Linked DNA regions of Mus musculus: region 1 is linked to region 2. The links are chromatin contacts, called in public HiChIP or PLAC-seq maps. All regions are on one chromosome and are shown on one strand. The core of a region is the stretch at or near the end of the contact, and the rest is flanking DNA. Distances in the headings are between cores, read along the strand shown.

Region 1 (3,344 bases), core at 255-2,754, 300 kb before region 2:
CAAAAATCACCTTCAAAGGCCCTTCTCCAGCGACCTACTTCTCCCAGCGAGACCACACCTCCTAAAGGTTCCACAGATCCCCAGAGAACTGTCATCCATCAGAGGACGTTTAAGCAGAGTGCTGGGGACATGTCAGATCTAAACCACAAGAGGCTTCCACACTTGGAAGTACTTCCCATTACTCTGCTTCAGTCATCTACAGGACCCCACACACAGGTTGATGCTCCCAGGTTTTGCCATGTTGCTCTTCTGTTTGTTTGTTTGTTTGTTTGTTTGTTTGTTTTTCTGAGACAGGGTTTCTCTGTGTAGCCCTGGCTGTCCTGGAACTCACTCTGTAGACCAGGCTGGCCTCAAACTCAGAAATCTGCCTGCCTCTGCCTCCCAAGTGCTGGGATTAAAGGCGTGCGGCACCACCACCTGGCATGTTGTTCTTCTTGCCCCCATCCTCAGCCCCTCTGGAGAAAACTCCCAGATCAGCCGCTGGGCCTGGCTGGGGTCGGGCTCTGTGGTCAGCTTCCCTCTGACAGATCCTCTCTCCTTAGGTTCTGGGCATGGATGGAGCTGAGTGTTCTGGGCAGGGAGGGGCTGAGGTGGGCTGAGTAAAGGGGTTCTGGAATCTACCCACTTCCGGTAGCCCCAACATTAGTGAGAAAGCAAGAGACCTTCCTCACAAAGACCACTCAGATGTTCATGTTAAATGATCCTGTGCCCCAGAACCCAGGATAAATAAATGTTCCTGGGCCCCAGGGACGGGATGAAGGGCAGTGTGGGCTGGCTCTCTCTCTCTTCTGTGGTCATTGGTGTCCCATCCAGAGACAGATCTTGGAAGCCAGGAGGAAGCCACAGACTCTGTCCTCACCTATAGTAGCTTGAAGCCCACCGCTTCACCCTTCCCACCCACCACCTCTATGGGAGCCCAAAGGGCCACCATGTGAACCCCAGAAGCTGACCACGGGGGAGGCTGTACTCAACATGCCGGTTCTTGGATTTGCTTCAGGGTAGAGTGCGTGAGCTTCTTTATCTTGGTGAGGGTTCCTCATGGCCTCATGACTGCTAGCCTTTCAGGACCAAATGTTCAAGGCACAAATGGTGCTTTGTGTTCCCTGCTGGGGTCATGGGACTTGGAGAGGGATGATAGGTAGGGCTTGTGAGAAGCAGGTCTTAGCCCTAGGTGGGAAGTGACTAGATTTTCCAGCAGCAGGGAAGCGCCAGAGTACACACCCGGCACCATCCCCACTGTGAGGTATGTGGGCTTTGCCGGCAGGAGTGGGCAAGGTCTGAGCCAGTTCTGCCTCTGGAGCTGGGGATGGGGGCAGGCAGAGGTTTCTTCTTCTAGGAGGTGTGGGGCTCAGCTGGAACCTCTTACATAATTAGCAGATGAGGCTGCAGCTGGGACAGCCACCCTCCCTCACACCAACATCACGAGCCTTCAGTGGGCAGTCCTTGGGCTTTGGGTGGAGGCCAAGCCTGACTCATAAATAGGGGGTCTCCACAGTGCCCTCTGCTCCTTCTGCCCAGTTTTCCTTGCTTTGTCCACATTGCTGGCATCAGGCCCAGGCACCTGCTCTGCTCTGAGCAAATGGCTGCTCTTCGCATGCTGTGGATGGGTTTGGTCCTCCTGGGTCTCTTGGGATTCCCACAGACCCCAGCCCAGGGCCATGACACAGTGCAGCCCAACTTTCAACAAGACAAGGTGAGAAGGCCCCCTACCCCACACCCAAAGAAGCAGAGCCCTCAGGCCAGAGCCAGGCTTTCTCTTACCAAAGAGGGTGTTCTGGGCACTGTCAGCCTGTGTGCTTGTGCATGGGAGCTAGCTGGAACCACCCTGGCACACAGCCTGGTTGGTCCACCTGACTCTGTCAGGAATGTGGTATGCTCTGATATAGTGGACTAGGATGAGGGCTGTGACAAAGACAAGGAGTTCAACACCCTGGGGAAAGAGGGGGGTCTCTGCTACCCACTCCTCCATGGGGCGATGAGCCAGCCTGCTAGAAAGGGAGGGGAGTGGAGAGAGAGGCATGCTGCTAGGACCTGTGTGGGGAGGAGTCAGAGGAGGGAAGACCAGCCCACCAGGGTCTGCCCATGAGGGGCTCATGGAGCAGACCCAGGCATCCACTGGTCGCAGTTCCTGGGGCGCTGGTACAGCGCGGGCCTCGCCTCCAACTCAAGCTGGTTCCGGGAGAAGAAAGCTGTATTGTATATGTGCAAGACAGTGGTAGCCCCCTCCACAGAAGGCGGCCTCAATCTCACCTCTACCTTCCTCAGGTGAGACAAGGGGTTATGGCAAATTCTGGGAGACATCCTGGGGCTTGGTCCCTTACTTCAAGGGCAATCTACCCACAGGAAAAACCAGTGTGAGACCAAGATCATGGTACTGCAGCCTGCGGGGGCTCCTGGACACTACACCTACAGCAGCCCCCGTGAGTGAGCCACTTCCTTATCTGGGTACAACCCTCTGTCCCAAAATTGTGGGGATAATGGTCACAGCACATCCAAGGCCAGGTCTGATTGTGAGTCTGCCTCAGGCACACGGGGCCACCTCTCTCTGGGGACTTTAGCCTCTCTGAGGCCCACCCACATTCTTCAAGGTCCCTTTCCTGCCCAAATGGAATTTTCCAGTACTCTGCTGCTCAAGTGGGTCACATACAGGCATTCCCCAAATCCTACCCACATTTCATAGCTTCTATCCAAGGACCTCTTTCCACCCCTCACCTGAGCTCTGGCTCCCCACCAGAACCCTATTCCCTTTGCCTTCCGGCTATATTGTAACCCAGCCTGCTGATGTCTTCGGTCTAAGTGCTTTCTACTCTCTCCCTAAGACTTATGGTTTGGAGACAGTGTTCCCAGGCTGTTCAGGCAGGGAGCTAGAAACTGTCTGGTGGCCACCCGGGGGGGGGGGGGACGCGGGGGGGGGGGGACAGGGAGGGCAGCCAGAGCAGAGGTGGATGAAGAAGACCTGAGACCCCCCCCCACAGAGAAGCCCCCAAAGGCCACCCGCTCTGAGCAGAGGGACGGAGATGTGGGAGCCACATGTTCCAATCAGTGTCATTTCTTGGGTTCCCAGACTCGGGCAGCATCCACTCCGTGTCAGTGGTGGAGGCCAACTATGACGAGTACGCTCTGCTATTCAGCAGAGGCACCAAGGGCCCAGGCCAGGACTTCCGCATGGCCACCCTCTACAGTAGGTATCCCAGCCCACAGGTCCACGCACAGGGGAGATGCCTGGGGTTGGAAACAGACCAAGACCTGACCCTAGAGAACAGTAACAAAGGTGTGTGGGAGCAGGGCGGGGGCTTTTTGCTTCCTGACACCAGACCGTTCTTTATCTACCAGGCAGAACCCAG
Region 2 (3,134 bases), core at 38-2,537:
GAAGAGGGAGTCAGATCTTGTTACGAATGGTTGTGAGCCACCATGTGGTTGCTGGGATTTGAACTCTGGACCTTCAGAAGAGCAGTCGGGTGCTCTTACCCACTGAGCCATCTCACCCCAGGCCCAGTCTTCTTTACCTCACTGGAAAGCAGACGCTGGGGCCATGGCCCTGTGGTGGGACCCTTTACTCAGTCTTCTCTGGGCTCTTAGGCCTAAGTTGTGGGGGCCAGGGTCTTACAGGTTGGGCCATTCGACTCCCAGGTTTGAAAGCTAGTGGTCTGCCTTGTCTGTGAACAGCATGTGAACCTAGAGCTCTGTACACTTCATGGGTGCTTCAGTCCCTCTGTGGATCAAGTTGTAAGGCCCACGGTCTGGACAATGGGCCATACACAGCCCACAGGTTATCAGCTCCCTTCAAGAGCAGAACACTGTCCCTTACAAATGAAGCCAAGCAACGTGTGAACTATCTTAAAGAAAAGCAAAACAAAACCCAGGCTCTGAGGTAGCCCTGGTTGGCCCTTGCTGTTTAGTTGAGGATACCCTTGAACTTTTGATCTTTCTGTGCAGGGATTACAGAGATGGGGTTTATGCACTGCTTGGTGTGGGGGAGGGGAGGGAGGGGGGAGGATTGTACTGGGGCCGGGCTTTCTGCCTGTTAGGAACACTCCACAGACTAAGCTCCATCTCCAGCCCTGGGGGAAACTTTGTTTTCAGGAGTTCTTATCTAGAAGAAATCTGCACTTGCTAAAACTGGTCAGGCTTTAGGAGCCCCAACCTAGTCAGTGGTCAGCGCAGGCGCAAGACAGTAAGTGTAGGTGGAGACTGGGGCCTCTGAAGACTGAGGCTCTGCTGCCCCGGGCCACTCTTGTCAGAGAAATAAAACAGGGTCTGGGCCACACAGGACGCCTCCTCCCAGGCCTGGCAGGGGCTCCCCCTCTCCACCCAGTTCACAAACGAAATACCCACCCCCCCCCACTTCTTGAGGCCCCGCCCCAGTCCCTGGAACGCCATTCTCTGTGGGCTCTCGCCCCCACCCCCCCCCACCCCGTAGGTCCTCCTTCTCTTCCATCTCCCAAGATTCTAGGGTGCCCTTCTCGCTGGTGCTTTCTCCAAGCCCCGGGGTGCCTTTCTCCCCACAGGTCCCGACTCACTTCTCCCCGGTGTTCCTGGGCACCACCCCCATCCCCCACCCCCGCCCCCTAGTCCTTGCACGGAGCAGGAGGTTCCCAGACGGGGGATGGGCAGCGGCCGTGAGAACGCGCCGGACGGGCAGGCGTGGGAAAGCGGGAGGAGGGGCGCAGGGCGGGCGGGGCGCGCCTGGGAACGGCCCCCGCCCCCGTCACTGCCTTTGAAAGGGCCACTCAGGGCGCCGGCGGGGATTCAAAAGCAAACGGCCGCCACTGCCTTCCCGCCCCAGACGCAGGGGTACCCGTTGCAGGCTGCCCTGTCTTCCACGGGTTGGGCACTACCCATTATGGGTCAGGGGGTGGCCCCCCACCAGGGCCACCACCCACAGCAGGTGGTAGACCCCACATAATCCCTTGCCAGGCAGTTAAGCGGGCAGGGGTCTCAGACTTGAAGTAGGGGACCAGAGAGAGAGAGAGAGACCCACCAAGAATGGCTGAGGATTGTGAGGGGGTGGTGGCATCAAACTATCAGAAGCAGCATACTGATTCACAGGGGCTCGACCAAAGGCAACCACTTGGACCACTCCAGGGCTCCCCCACTGCCCAAGCTGAGTAGGTGTGAGACTAGCAGTATAGAGATTGTCAGCGTAGAGGACATGTGACCAACAGGGGCCTCTCCTTTGCCTTGTTACAAACTCATATCCCGGAGTCCTAGAGAGGCTGTCCTGCTTCCTTAAGGTGGCCATGGACATTTCCTGGGCAGAACTGGCTTGGGAGGGTTCTAGAGACCCCAGATGTACCTGTCAGTGGGCTGTGTCTTTTCTGGGTAGACTCGGGGCCCTGTGCAGGTAGAAGCAGTCTGTGTCTGCCTGTGTCAGGTGTCCATCCAGGTCAGGATGTGCTCCAGTGGCACTGCAGGCCTGGCCTTGTCACCCTCAGCACTCCCCCAGGCCTTTCTTCCTATCCCCCCCCCAACTCACTTCTTTATTTTCAGTCTCAAGGGTTCCTTCCTTTCTTCATCACAGAGTGAAAGCGCCTGAATTCTAGGCTCAGCCACCCAATGAGGGCAATGGGCCTTCTGTGTTGAGCAAGCTCTCTTGGCTTCTGGGATCTCAGCAGTTTGGCTTCACTGGGGATGAGGGAAAGACTGTGCTCAGCCCCTGTGGAGGGCAGATCTTCCTGGTCAGAGGCTCTGAGAGGTCCCAAACTCCCTTCCCTTCCTAGTGTCTAGAGCACAGGGAGGGTGGGGACTTAGGAGCTGGCTTTTGACATTTCTTGCTAGTGGACATTATTTGGGGCACTGATAGGGTCTTCTACTTGATGCCTGCCCTCTTTTCATTTTTGTTTTAAATTTTATGAGAATGGATGTTTTGCCTGCACGTGTACCTGTATCACATGTGCCTGGTGCCCACAGAGACCAGAGGAGGTTCCATGGAATTGGAGTTACAGATGGTTTTGAGTCACCATAAGGGTGGTACTAGGTACTGAACCTAGGTCCTCTAGAAGAGCAACCAGTGCTCTTAGCCTCTGAACTGTCTCTCCTACCCTGCCTACTGAATCTTGTTGTCATCTTGAGACAGGATCTCTCTTTATAGTCTTGGCTGTCCTGGAACTCGCTATGTAGATCAGGTTAGTCTTGAACTTAAGAGATCTGCCTGGCTCTGTCTTCCAAGTGCCCACTGACTCTTACCTCAGCTTGAGGATGGTAGCACGCAGTATAATGGTTCTGAGTGACCATGGGTGAGTCCTGGAAAGGTCACCGGGTCAGAAAGAACCCTCCTAGCTCTGATTTGTTTCTCTTCCCCATTTCTCCACTTCTGAGGCTGACGTTATAACTGTCTCCGTCATGGGTAGCATAGCATGTATGCCTACTGTTGTCAGGGTGGCCCACTTGTCCCAACCGGCCCTCCCAGATGTGCTCGAAGGATCCCTCGGCCTAGACAACTCATGAGAGGTCCTTCAGGGGAATAGTAGGGTAGGCCATGGAGGAGGCCTCCAGGTAGCTTT

What was found. HiChIP or PLAC-seq counts read pairs in DNA pulled down with a chosen protein or histone mark.
Region 1: an HNF4G HiChIP or PLAC-seq map of pancreatic cancer cells shows a contact between it and region 2. The contact joins the promoter of Ptgds here to the enhancer-like site in region 2. A contact is called at or near these places in 2 of 39 promoter capture datasets (the SN4741 cell line and pre-B cells), 2 of 115 datasets of contacts at active chromatin or transcription factors (bone marrow-derived macrophages and pancreatic cancer cells) and 2 of 9 other capture datasets (adipose tissue and liver).

Annotation. Positions count from the first base shown.
Region 1 is chr2:25,467,909-25,471,252 of GRCm38.p6, reverse strand. It overlaps Ptgds (prostaglandin D2 synthase (brain)), which reads left to right and starts at 1,504. Exons shown (of 7, transcript NM_008963.3): 1 at 1,504-1,693; 2 at 2,126-2,265; 3 at 2,344-2,420; 4 at 3,065-3,181; 5 at 3,334-3,344. The coding sequence starts at 1,580.
Region 2 is chr2:25,166,299-25,169,432 of GRCm38.p6, reverse strand. No RefSeq gene overlaps it. Among named protein-coding and RNA genes, the nearest start is that of Nrarp, 13 kb to the left of the region's middle. Within about 2 kb of position 1,287, at least 171 of the 459 cell types and tissues checked have an H3K27ac peak or open chromatin away from gene starts, as enhancers often do. A contact at or near this core is called in liver and pancreatic cancer cells, where this site is marked.